2 separate regions of the Danio rerio genome follow, and region 1 is linked to region 2. The links are chromatin contacts, called in public Hi-C maps. All regions are on one chromosome and are shown on one strand. Each heading gives the region's core, a stretch centred on a gene start, on an enhancer-like site or on the middle of the called end of the contact. The rest is flanking DNA. Distances are from core to core; before and after follow the strand shown.

Region 1 (6,726 bases), core at 565-3,064, 130 kb after region 2:
AAGTCCTAAACGGTCAAATGACACCAAACATGATAAAGCTATGAAAGAAGATCATGAGCAGATGAATTGTATATGGTGATAGGCACATGGTTTCTTTAAGTAAATGGCAGGGATGGATTGGAGATGTGAGGAACTCTGCCATGTAAGGAGGATCAATCCTGTGCTTGGAATGTCCTAGTAGGCCTTCGTTAGCATTGAAGGAAAAGCAAATAATATTTTCTCAGCTTACAATGGTTTTATTTATAATTGCCCTTATGTAATTGATTCTAAAACTTTTTAGTGCAATAATTAAAAATACTGTAAATTAGTCTGTGATTCATTTAATGAAATTTGCATTTGACTGATTAAAAACTTCAAGACAATTCATGTTTAACTTTTTTAAAAATAAAGTTGAAACAGGATAATTGTATTTTAACAAACTAATGAAAAAGCCATATCTCTCATATATCTATCATAAGTAAATTGTCACAAACAAATTACATTTAAAAAAGTATATTAAAAAACAGATTAATAGATGTTTTTTTTTTCTGCTTAAGAAAAAGTCATTTTCAGGTAGGCTTTCATGGCACATGCACTATAATGCATGTGACAAAAAAAAATGCGATGCAGAAGGAACAATCAGTGCTTTTATCAGAACATGATCTCATAAAATGATAGATGCATGGTGTTCTTCCTTCCCACATTCATTGCCGCCGAGAAATAACGTTCTGCCAATAGAACGGGCCGTTTACTACGTAATGTCCTCGAGGAGGAAGGAAAGTGCTAAAATATTTAAAGTTTTCTGCTGACATTGTAAATAATTCTGGTCATTTCCAAAAAGTTTAAGGTGAGCGTCATGCAGGTGCTTCCCAGGTGACATAAAACATTTAAACATTAAACTTGTACGGATGAAATCATCTGAACTAAGCAAGCTAGTGGTCTCACCCTCTGTGTCCTCCCTCATCATCAATAAAACAGAAAGTATGACAAAATACACTGGAGAAACTGATTTGAAATGCTTCTGTAAAGCAAGAGAACTCAGTAACAGTGGCAGGAATAACCAAAGGGGGGTTTGATGGTGTTGCCATAAAAGAAGTTTTTCTGGAATGAACAGATTCACTCTGAAATATGCTGGGTTGTATTACTAGAATGCTGGGTCAAATAGTAAAAGTTATTTCAATTGAATCTAAAAAATACCCCAATGTTGTTTTTGACCATATTTGACCCATTATTGGTTTAATACAACCCAGAATTGTTGGTGTTCCATGAGTGTTTAAGGTTCTTCATAACCTGGTTGGTTATTAAACCATGTTGCCTACACTCAAAAATTACATTTGCTGTTTGTTCAAACAACACAACTTAATTGTTAATTGTTGTCCTAATTGTTTTTGTTCAATCTCTTTACATTTGTTAAAAATAATAATTTAGTTTTGCTTCATATTGTCTTAACACAAATCCGAGCATGTGAAACCGAGCATTTTTCTGTCTATTAACCATGTTTTTTGTTACATCATCATACTTTAACCTTGGTAGGTGTAGTAAAACTGAATATAAATAAACCACCACGCCTAAACTAGCCTATAAAGCTAGCCTAAAAACTCATGGTTAATTGTGGCTAACTAAATGATGCCACTGTCTTTAATACATCCCAATGCTTAGACTACAACAATCACTGTCATAAAGAAATTTACTAGACGAAGTTTACCTGAGGTATAGTAAGCTAGTAGTTATATATTAATGAAATCTTGGCTAAGTTCATGCTTGCGTCAGAACAGTTTCCCTCAGCGGTTCACCCTGGGCGTTTACTAACCGTTCCTGTGACGTCACATCTGAAGGGAATTCTCTTCCTCAGTCAGTCAGTCCTCTATAAAACCGGCTGCTATCACCCATGCTGGTTCAGTAAGAGCTCAGCCTCTACTATCAGACACAAGACATCTCGAAACGACTTCTCTGTTTTCTAACGCCATGTCTTTCTACGTGTCTTCAGACTCGCGTCGTGTCGGTCCCGCCGTGAGCGGCATCAAATTCGACACGGCGCACCGCAAGAAAGCGTCGCCAAACATTTTCGAGAACGTCAACCAGGAGGTGCTGGTGAAGCTTTTCGAGAAAGCGGGAGACCTGAAGGCGGTGGAGAGAGCCAGGAGCATCCTCACACTGTACCAGGACCCTGAGGAGATCTCCAAAGCGCTCATGGCTCTTCAGCAGGACAAGAAGGACAAATTCATGCTGATTACGGGACTGACCCGCCAGTCGCTGAAGTTTCGATGAGGAAAGTTGGATGCTGTGCAGTTGTTTGCACACGCTAAGGGAAAAAAACGTGAAGCATTGGCACACGCTACTTATGCTGGAGACTGATGTTCCTCGAGGCTTCGTGATGAACTGTTGATGGTCATGTTGGTGTGCTGTGAACACTGAACTGGACCAGTGCTTGAGCTTGCAGACTTGAGTCCTGATGCTTTCTTGACATCATGAAGATAAAGAAATGCATTTGAAATACGGACTGATGTCGCCGCTGAAATGTAAAGATGTTCAGTGTGTGTCATCCACAGTGTCTGCATTGCGTTGTTAAACATTTTACTTGATGAGAGAAAACATATTTTGAATAAAACTGTTTTTATACGATTCATTTCTGTGTAAATGTGTTTCACTCTCTATCTCTTAAAATCATTGTTGCATTTCCAAATATAAAGTTTTAAATAGGCTTGCAAATCTACAGTAGCCATTTAGTTCCCTGATTTAATTAATCAATGCAAATATAGCCTATTGATGCATCTGGTAAAATATTAATAGTAAACGGTTATATTTTACATATTAGTATGTTAGTTTTTTTTTTCTTAGTCAGGTACAAATTTTAAATAATGTAGTTGTGGTTTTAACAAGCAGTGTGTTAACAAATAAATTGTGCATAATTAATTGTTAACTTGTTATCAACTACTAGTGATGAAAGAAAATTATTTCACAAAATATATTTACAGCATGCGAAATATGGATATATCCTAATGAAAAATGCTTAGGAATTTTTTCTGAATATTTTTATTTGACACATTAGAACAACATGTTTTAAACTATTTAAATTACTTATGATGGCTGAAAATGCAAATTTAAAGTGCATTGCTCAACGAATACGTCAATTCAATAGGAATCCATGCATGCGAATGTTGCCTCCAAGTGAAACTTTTCCAAATGGTATTCAAGTCTCTTAAATAGCACAAATGTAGATGAAATTTTGCTAATGTTTCCACCCCTTTCAGACATAAATAGATGTTAAAATACAAGTGTCTTCTGTTTTAACTTTTAGATTTAAAATATTTATATATTGACTCTAAAATACCAAAGACTTAGATCCAGGTTAAAAATTAACAATAGTCTTGTAGAACTGATAGCTTGTAATGTTTTATGGTGAGTAAACATATTGATGCTGGAAATCTTTTCAGCCAGTCTTTCTTGTTAAATTAGCCGGAGTCCATCAGCAGATGTCATGGAACAAACTGTGTCTGCTCACTGAGATAAGGGTGTTTTCTGATGGATACAGTTGACCGTTGCTGTAATTCTTCAGTGGCAGTCAATTACTGTTCTTCTGGTTTAATCCAGTTTTCATGCTCTTAAATGGATAGTTCACGCAAAAATTTAAATCCACTCACATTTTACTTTTTCTCATGTGGTTCAAAATCTTTTAGCTAGAATTTCTGCTAAACATAAAAGACACAATTGTTAAATGTTTTAACTGGTATATAGCCACTGACTTCCAGAGTAAATGTTTGTAAATGTAAAAATGCTATGGAGGTCAGTAGCTACCAGTTCCCAACTTTTCTCAAAATATCTTGCAAAATTATCAGGAGAAAGAAACTACAAGTGAAGGGTGGGTATAATATTTCTTTATTATTTTAGACAAACTCTTTTCATCGAAATGAAATTTTTAGGCAAGTCAAGTCAAGCTTTATTGTCATTCCGTTACATGTGTGGACTTTCAGAGGATCGAAGTGTTGTGTCTCGCAGGGCAACGATGCTACAAAAATTAATCATAAATACAAACACAAGACTGGACATAAGAGCTTTAAAAAAACCTATGCATCGCTAACATATATTTTAAGATACCTTAACTATACACATAAGACAGGTTATTCAAGTCTTATGTTTTAATCTATTTTTAGATTTCATTGTGCTTTTTGACACTAAAACAAAGTTACTTTAGCATAACTGTATTTAAGAACTATTGTTGACTGACTCGCTGAAGTTTTTAGATGTACTATTATTACTATCACGAAGGATCAAACACATTGCTCTAAATTAAATCCAACTGTTTACACATTTAGTATCACTCAAAATACTGTTGGACCAATCACAATAAAGGACTTTAAAAGACATCTATTTTACCTCTTTTTCATAATTTAAAAAGAAGTCTTTTGTGGTCCCAGAATATGTCTGTAAAGTTTCAGCTTAAAACACCCATCAGATTATTTATTATACCTTTCAGAATATTGGGATTTTCTGCTCTGAACACAATGTAACCTCAATCTCCGGCTCCGCTGCGTCAGATAAACAGCACAGTGACAAACATGAAGGAAACAGATCTCCATAATGTTTGTGAGAAATACTACAGTAAGAACTTACTTTCCCAATGATTATTTGATGTATTTGTTATGGAGTTAATTCAAGCCCTTCTGCAATGATGAGTCACACACAATGTTCAAGCACACACACACACACACACAGCACACATGTTTTTTTGCATGGCAAATGTGACAGGATACACATTAATATCCACTGCTGTTTAGATATCCATTATGTACAAAATAAACCTGATTTAACCTCCACAAAGGGTTCAGGATTGAAGCTGCTTCTTTTATAATTTTACTGACATGCTGCTGTGGTGATAAAGATGGTAAAATCGCTGTAATTCATTACAAACATGTACTGTTTTACTGTTTTAGATCTTTTAATAGTTGCTTTGAGCACGTCCTGTCTTGTGCATATGATTACACGCGTTAATACAGAGATATGTTAATATGCGGCTGTCAATCAAATCGGTGGGCAGAGAAACGCACTCCTACTTCACGTTGCAGTGAGCCCCAAAATAGGAGGGATTTGGATCATATTTTAGTGTCAGGAAATTAAAAAAGAGGCTTATTGTCACTATATCACCCCAATATGGCTGTGGACACACTATCTACACACAGTTCTGTTCAAACAGCTTCAAAAAGTTGATTTTCATAATAGGTGGCCTTCAAAGCACATTAACGAAAACTGAAAACAGACTTTAAAAAATCATAGTATCACTATGAGCATGTGTCCTATTTAGAAAACAGATTCCATTTACTGTACTAATCCTTGATTTATATTGGTTGAGCCGTGTTCGAACTGTTGTAAACTACTAGCCTATACAAAAATACACCTGTGGCTGCTTGACAACACTTCTGCTCTCAGTACAGAAACAGTTTCATTTGCTTGTTTTATATTGTGAAACCTTGCTAAGTTTATGGAACAACCATTTTATGAAAGCAAAAATACTATTATAGTGCAATAAGTTTAAAACAAACAATTCAATTACATTTTGTATTGCCTTGCTGGTTCCTTTTTTCCAGTTTTATTATTGCATTTTGTAGCAATCTAATGAATTCCAGATTCAACCAGTTGTGGATTGATGAGCGTGAGGAACATAAAGTTCAGCTAGGAGTGTCCTATACTGATCTGTGGGCAGCACTACGTGTCATTATGACTCACGCTGGACAATGACCAGCTTTATGAAGAATCACACTCATGGTAATCACATTTACAACAGACTGACACAATCAACGCTATTATTGAAGAATGAACATTAAATATAAAATGTGGATTAAAAGAAAAAGAATACTAAGTTAATATAGCAGAATTATAAACCCTTTCACTGAATGTTAAAAAAGACCATTGGAAGATTCCTCCTCATAATGTGGGACACAGTGTAGAAGTTGGGTTTTCATTAAATACTATATGGAAAAATATACTAAAGACAGACCTTTGTGGAACTATTATTCATGGTCTCCAGTGACTAACTTCTGCTTTTATAGCAAGACACTGATCCCCAAATTATAATTTTATTCACTTATAAATGTTGAGATTTTGTGGAGATTTTGTTTTTCGCTTTACTTTTATTCTACCTTAACATTTTATTCTACTAAAATCATTGTGTCTGTGTCTGTTTGTGTGTGTGTGTGTGTGCGTGCGTGCGTGCGTGTGTGTGTGTGTGTGTGTGTGTGTGTGTGTGTGTGTGTGTGTGTGTGTGTGTGTGTGTGTGTGTGTGTGTGTGTGTGTGTGTGTGTGTGTGTGTGTGTGTGTGTCTGTCTGTCTGTCTGTCTGTCTGTCTGTCTGTCTGTCTGTGTGTGTGTGTGTGTGTATGTACATACACACACACACACACAAACACATAGTTCTGGTAAAAAGTTTGGGTTCAGTAGAATGTTTAAATGTTTCAAAATAAGCTTATACCAAAGCTGCATTTATTTAATCATAAATACAGTACAAATTGTAAAATTGTGAATTATTATAAAATAACTGTTCAAAACTAGCTTAAAATCATTAAAATAAATTATTAAATTAAATCATAAAGATGATTTTTTAGCTTCATTACTCCCGTTTACAGTCACATGATCCTTCACAAATTCACTTTAATATTAATTATTATTAATTAATAATAATAATCATAGTAATAAAAGCAATAATGAATATTTTTATTAGAAACCTCATAAGAAAGCAGTTATTTAAAAATTTTAT
Region 2 (6,319 bases), core at 138-2,637:
ATTTAATTATTTATCCTGTTATACTATTATTTATACTATCATTTTATAATGTTATGATTAAAATATTTAAAATTGTAAAAAATCTGCCTAAAAAATCTTTGAAAAATCTCCCTGGAAAAAAAAAAAAAAAAAAAAAACTGAAACAAAACAGTAGTTAAGTATCTACATACATGTATTTTTAAGATAAAATGAATTATTTTAATATTATTGTTAATAATAATAATTGTGAAATATTTGTTAATACAAATAAAATAATGATTAAAATAAATAAAAATAATGATTTACAATATTAACAATAATAGTATTTAATAATTGGTATTGATTTATACATACATAACACAAAAATATGAATATATATTAATATTCTAATGTATATTAATATTCTTATATTCATGTAATATTAAACATATCAATGCCATATCAGTCAATATAAATTATTAAATAACAATATGATCAATAATAATCGTTATTTTGAAGTCAATGGCTATTGTCAACTCTCTAGTTTTCCACATTCTGTAAAATATCTTCTTTTGCTTTCAACAAAATTAGTTTTTTTAGAATATAGAATTAGAGTTAGAATGTTTGTTTCTTTATTTGAAAAAAAATAAACAGGTTTGAAACCAGTAATTATGTAAATTAAATGGAAATTCTTCATTTTCTTTTCGGCTTTGTCCAGGGATTACCAACCCTGCTCCTGGAGATCTACCTTGCTGCTGAGTTCAGTTCCAACCCTGATCAAACACACCTGAACCAATTAATCAGGACCTGAACAGCTCTGGATAATTACAGGCAGGTGTGTTTGATTTGGGTTGCAACTGAAATCTGCAGGACGGTAGATCTCCAGGAGCAGGGTTGGTCACCTCTGGCTTAGTCCCTTTATTATTCTGAGGTCGCCACAGCGGAATGAATCGCCAATTTATCCAGCAAATGTTTTTACACAGCGGATGCCCTTCAAGCTGCAACCTGTCACTGGGAAACAACCATACACACTCATTCACACACATACACTACGGACAATTATAGCATACCCAATTCACCTGTACCGCATGTCTTTGGACTTGTGGGGGAAACCGGAGCACCCTGGGTGTTTATTGAATGTTCAATTTTGGGTGAGCTGTCACTTTAGGCATCTGATGTGTATTTCCTCCAAGTAGTGCTCACTCCAAAGCCATTTGGGCAGAGCTGAGCTCCAGCAAGGAGGAGCTTGAGCTCTAGCTCCTCCTTCCTTGCACTTCTTCTACGAGTGATGTCACTGGGAGTTGAGTTGGGGTTAGGGGTGGGGTGGGGTGGGTGTACGCATTAAAACTGTTTATAGGAGGAGGAGCGAGAGCTCAAGCTCCCCCTCGCTGGAGCTCAAGTGGCTCTGCAGCGAGCAGTGTCTCATTTCCTCAGCATGCAGGTCACTGAGGACGCCAAGTGTTGGAATGATGAACTGCATAGAAGATTTATAGAGAATGTCTGTTGTGCTCATAATTAAAGGTTTCATTTCTGTTTGCTGCAGGATCATCAGCCAGCACTACTAAATCTGCCTCTTTACCTCCATGCAGTCGAACAGGCCTTACCAGGGTAAGAGACCTTCTTCCTTTAAATTAGGCTTTTAAACATTTTAGTTATATTATGTGTTCCCATGGGTTTGTCTGGGATGTTAATCTGAGGATTTTTGCTATTAAGACCTAAAATGCTAAAATATTCTTGTCATATTTAATATTGACATTTAATATAATGCATATGTTTGTCATTTTACATGATTATGAATTAATAATATTAATTATATTATACTAATTGAATTAATAATGGATTTTTAAATAAAAACTATATATATATATATATATATATATATATATATATATATATATATATATATATATATATATATATATATATATATATGTATTATTATTAATAATAATACATTTTTTAAATATTTTCATTATTTCTGCTGTACTTTTAGGACTGTGTACATTTGAACATAAAAATAGCGTCTGTTTCGATTGGCTCACTTTTAAAATACTTCACAGTCATTAGTATGATTATTGTTATTATACAAAATAATAATAAAACATTTTTTGATTTTGAAATTACATGCATTTAAACACTGCAACAAATTTGTTTCAGTTTTCAAGCAGAGTTGCCAATCAAGCATTTAATGTGTCACAGATGTGTTTCATGTTTAAGATGTTTGTGTAGTTCTTTAGTGTCTGTGGTGATTTTAATTGTGTTGTTGTTGTTATAATGCATGTAGCTGCAGTCTGCAGACTTTTCCTCTACAGACAATGGAAAAGCAAAAACAGGTAAGATGTAAGGATATTAAAATAACAAATTAATTAGGCTTAGGTTATAAATTCATCATTATTAATGACTCAAATTACTGAATATTACCAAAAAAAATTGGAAGTAATTTTCAATTGTTTTCTTCATATTTTTTCAGGTGTACCGGTAAGATGCTTTTGTTAATTTGATTAACCAAGCATGGCCTTTTGGGGTTTGTTTTCTAATATGCCAGCAGCTTTTAGACTCTGACATGAAAACCACATCCTGTTCCTGCTACTAATGCCTCTTTACCCTGACATCGCCATTAGCCGGGGGTGTAAAAAAAAGTACTCTAAAGTGAAAGCACAGATTTTGAATGAAAACTTAAACAAAAAATAGACTTAAGTAAAGGTAAAAACTACAGCTTTAAATTATACTTAAATATTAAAGAGCAAAAATACAAAAGCAGAAATAAAAATGACATAAAATGTTTGATTTGTGATATTGAATCATCCTCTAATGCAAAGTGAAATTAATACATGAAGTAGGGCTGCACGATATTGCAAAATTTTGAGATTTTGATATTTTGTTTTGCTGCAGTACATATATATATATATATATATATATATATATATATATATATATATATATATATATATATATATATATATATATATATATATATATAGCGGATATGAATACAATGTCACCAGACAGCTTGAATAGCTCTCTTTTGGAAAGAATTCGTTCATTTAGACTAATTGGGATTATTCTGGAAGATTACAGAGATTATTTTTGGGAAGAAAGATTTTTTTTATCAAATTATTCAGGTACAGAAATAAAAAATAAATAAATAAATAAATAAAACCTGTAGTCTTCATTGTATAAATAATTAAATACATACATTTCTGTTAGATATATAAGCAGTAAAATTTCACAGGCCTTAAAAATACATGCAAAAGATAAACTCACTCCAATATGGGTAAACACATTGCACTTCCTGCGATGTGACTATTGTGGATGCACACACTGCGATATCGATGCTGAATCTATATATTGTGCAGCCCTATTATAAAGTCATTTGTCTGTCAGACGTAGAAAATGAAAAACAGTTCCTTTCCGTTGGTCAAAATTACTTGCTCTACAAATAGGCCTGTCACAATAATCAATATATCAACCTATCGTGCAATACTTGGAGATGACCTCTATCATTTTTGCAGTTGCAATATATATTTACAAATTGACAAATAATGTTAAAGCCATTTTACAATGACATTTACATTCTACCTGATCATCAAAGATTATAATTGAGCATTTACCTAATAGGACATTTATTAATATATATATATAATAGGACAGTTACCTTTTTAACATCAAATGATAGAATCTAAATAACCTTAACAATGATAAATATGTACAAGTGTATATGACTATTTGCATCACTATGCTGTAATGTAATCATTATATAATCAGTGGGATAAAATGATCTCATTGCATGGCTTATTGCAACAATTTCTGTGACAATGTACTGCACAACCAAGGCTCCTTATTGTGACAGGCCTATCTATAAACATGACTATATATAAAAAGTAGAATAATGTAATAAATAAATAACAGTTTGCAACATCAAGCAGCAGGGAAACACGCTGGCTCAGTGGTTAGCACTGTCACCTTACAGCAAGAAGGGTACTGGTTCGAGTCCCGGTTGGATCAGTTGGCATTTCTTTGTGGAGTTTGCATGTTCTCTCCGTGTTGGCAAGGATTTCCCCCACAAGTCCAAAGACATGCGCTATAGGTAAACTGAATAAACTAAATTGGCCGTAGTGTATGTGTGTGAATGAGTGTGTATGGATGTGGCGACCTCTGATATATAAAGGGACTAAGCAGGAAGAAAATGAATGAATGAATGAATGAATGAATGAATGTCAAGCAGCATGATAAGCTGATTTTTTTTTTCTTAAAAGTGATTGAGACCAAATGTCTCAAGCCAAAAAGGTTACAGGTAACACTTTACAATAAGGTTAATTAGTTAATGCATTTACTAACATGAACTAATCATGAACAACACATGTACAGCATTTATTAATCATAATTGAACATTTACTAATGCATTATTAACATTCAAGTCCATGCTTGTTACCATTAGTTAATGCACCATGAGTTAACATGAACTAACAATGAACTACTGTATTTTCATTAACTGACGTTTACTAACATGAATAAATATTGTAGGAAATGTATTATTCATTGTTTGTTCATGTTAGTAAACGCATTAATTAACATTAACTAATGAACCTTATTGTAAAGTGTGACCAGGTTAGAATGCTGTTTCTGTTCACATCTGTCCCTTTTTTTCATAAGTATGTCACTTTTACTATGCCGTTTATCTACTCCTAGTTAGTTCTTGGAGTGTGATTTATGGAAATTTAACAACAAATTAAAAATAATAATAATAAATTAAAAACAAAGCAATCAAATATATAACAATTTTAGGTATATTAAATATATAAGTATATTATACAATACTAATTATTGTAATACTCAAATATTAATGATAGATCAAATTTCTATTACTGAATTTTTGCACTCACTTGAAAATTCTCTATTACTCTAGTTTTATTAGGTGTGTGTTTGAGTAAAATATGAATACTTGCTTCAGTGTATGAAGGGCTGATAACATTTTTCCCAATTTCAAATAAAAATTGTATCATTTTTTATTTGTTTGTTTGTTTCTAAGAAAAATTACAGAATTGGTCAGAAAAAAATGTGATTGAAAATATGCAAAAATGCGAGTTTAAAATGGGAAGGAAATGTCATCAGTAGTTTCAACGTATAAAACAAAAAATGGTATAATTCAAAGATATAACTACAAATTGTTAATTCAAAGGATTTGAGAATTTTCCATTTATCCCAGCTGTCTAACAAGCTGAAACAATGCTGTGTAGAAAAACGGACATCATTGCTTTTTACATGTCAAGACACACATGTTTCGTTTCCATTTACCATATTTAATTAGCAAATAATGGATGTGCATAAATAAATATGATTTTCAAAACTTTTACTTTTAGGTGCAAATAAAAATAAGTCTAAAAAGTACAGTTTATTCTTCAGAAATGGACTCAAGTAAAAATACAAACTGTAACAGAGTAAAAAAGCAACCAAAATAATATTTTAGTATAGTCTTGAATTAATTTACACCCCTGTGTTAGCCTGCGCCTCTCTCTCATGGCTTCAGACTCATTAGATCTGCTTAAACACAGACACTCACACACATACACACGCTCTCTCACACACACTCTGAATAATGAGTCGCATGAGGCTGATTCATTATTGTGTATGCTGTGAGGCCTGCTCTCTGAATGTACCTGTCTCATGTTGATCTCCTGTGTCCCGCTTTTTCGGGGCTCGGGGGGCATCTTCATAGAATGGCGATTCACAGAGTGGCCGAATGGACAGAGGAAACTCTCTTCCTAGTATTCTGGAACAGAAGGTGAGGCAGATCTCAAGAGACGCTTCATAACCCCTGCCATACATTCACTCACATGCTTTCAAGCCTGGCATAGGTCAATGCTGAATTCTTTATGCAAGTATAATTCAAGATGATGCTGAATGAACATCCAAACCGCTGGATGTGTGACGGCTTGATTTCGGTGTCTAGTTAATTAAAATGCATGCATACTGAATGTAGTGTTCATAAAGTTGAATGAAATCTTGTGTCTTTCTTCAGATCTATCCTTATGAGATGCTGATTGTGACCCACAGAGGGCGCACTAAACTTCCTCCTGGTGTTGACAGGACCAGACTAGAGGTAAATCGTAGTTAAAATTAAGTTGTCTTTTTTGACAAAAAGAAGCAGCAACACAAATAATTTTAATGATAAATCAGTATAAAGCATTGTTATTATTACTATTATTATTGTTAGGATATTATTATTATTAATAATAATATTTTGTTGTGATTGTTGTTGTTAAAAAACCTAAATAAAGAAAACACCTAAAATTAATAGCATTACCATTCTTGTTGACATCTTATTGCTAATATACTATGCATGCTGTTTCTGTTAAAAAGC

What was found. A called contact is a pair of places that touch in the nucleus more often than the background predicts.
Region 1: a contact with region 2 is called in a Hi-C map of an unstated tissue, with 2.8 times the contacts expected there. The contact joins the promoter of tcimb here to the enhancer-like site in region 2. A contact is called at or near these places in 3 of 18 Hi-C or Micro-C datasets (caudal fin, hematopoietic stem cells and an unstated tissue).

Annotation. Positions count from the first base shown.
Region 1 is chr10:25,127,035-25,133,760 of GRCz12tu, forward strand. tcimb (transcriptional and immune response regulator b) reads left to right here and starts at 1,815. Exons shown (of 1, transcript NM_001386670.1): 1 at 1,815-2,606. The coding sequence starts at 1,945. The coding sequence ends at 2,247.
Region 2 is chr10:25,001,709-25,008,027 of GRCz12tu, forward strand. dmtn (dematin actin binding protein) reads left to right here. Exons shown (of 16, transcript NM_001201409.1): 11 at 1,502-1,566; 12 at 2,243-2,291; 13 at 2,429-2,436; 14 at 5,675-5,740; 15 at 5,978-6,058. Among named protein-coding and RNA genes, the nearest start is that of dmtn, 33 kb to the left of the region's middle. Within about 2 kb of position 1,388, at least 4 of the 62 cell types and tissues checked have an H3K27ac peak or open chromatin away from gene starts, as enhancers often do.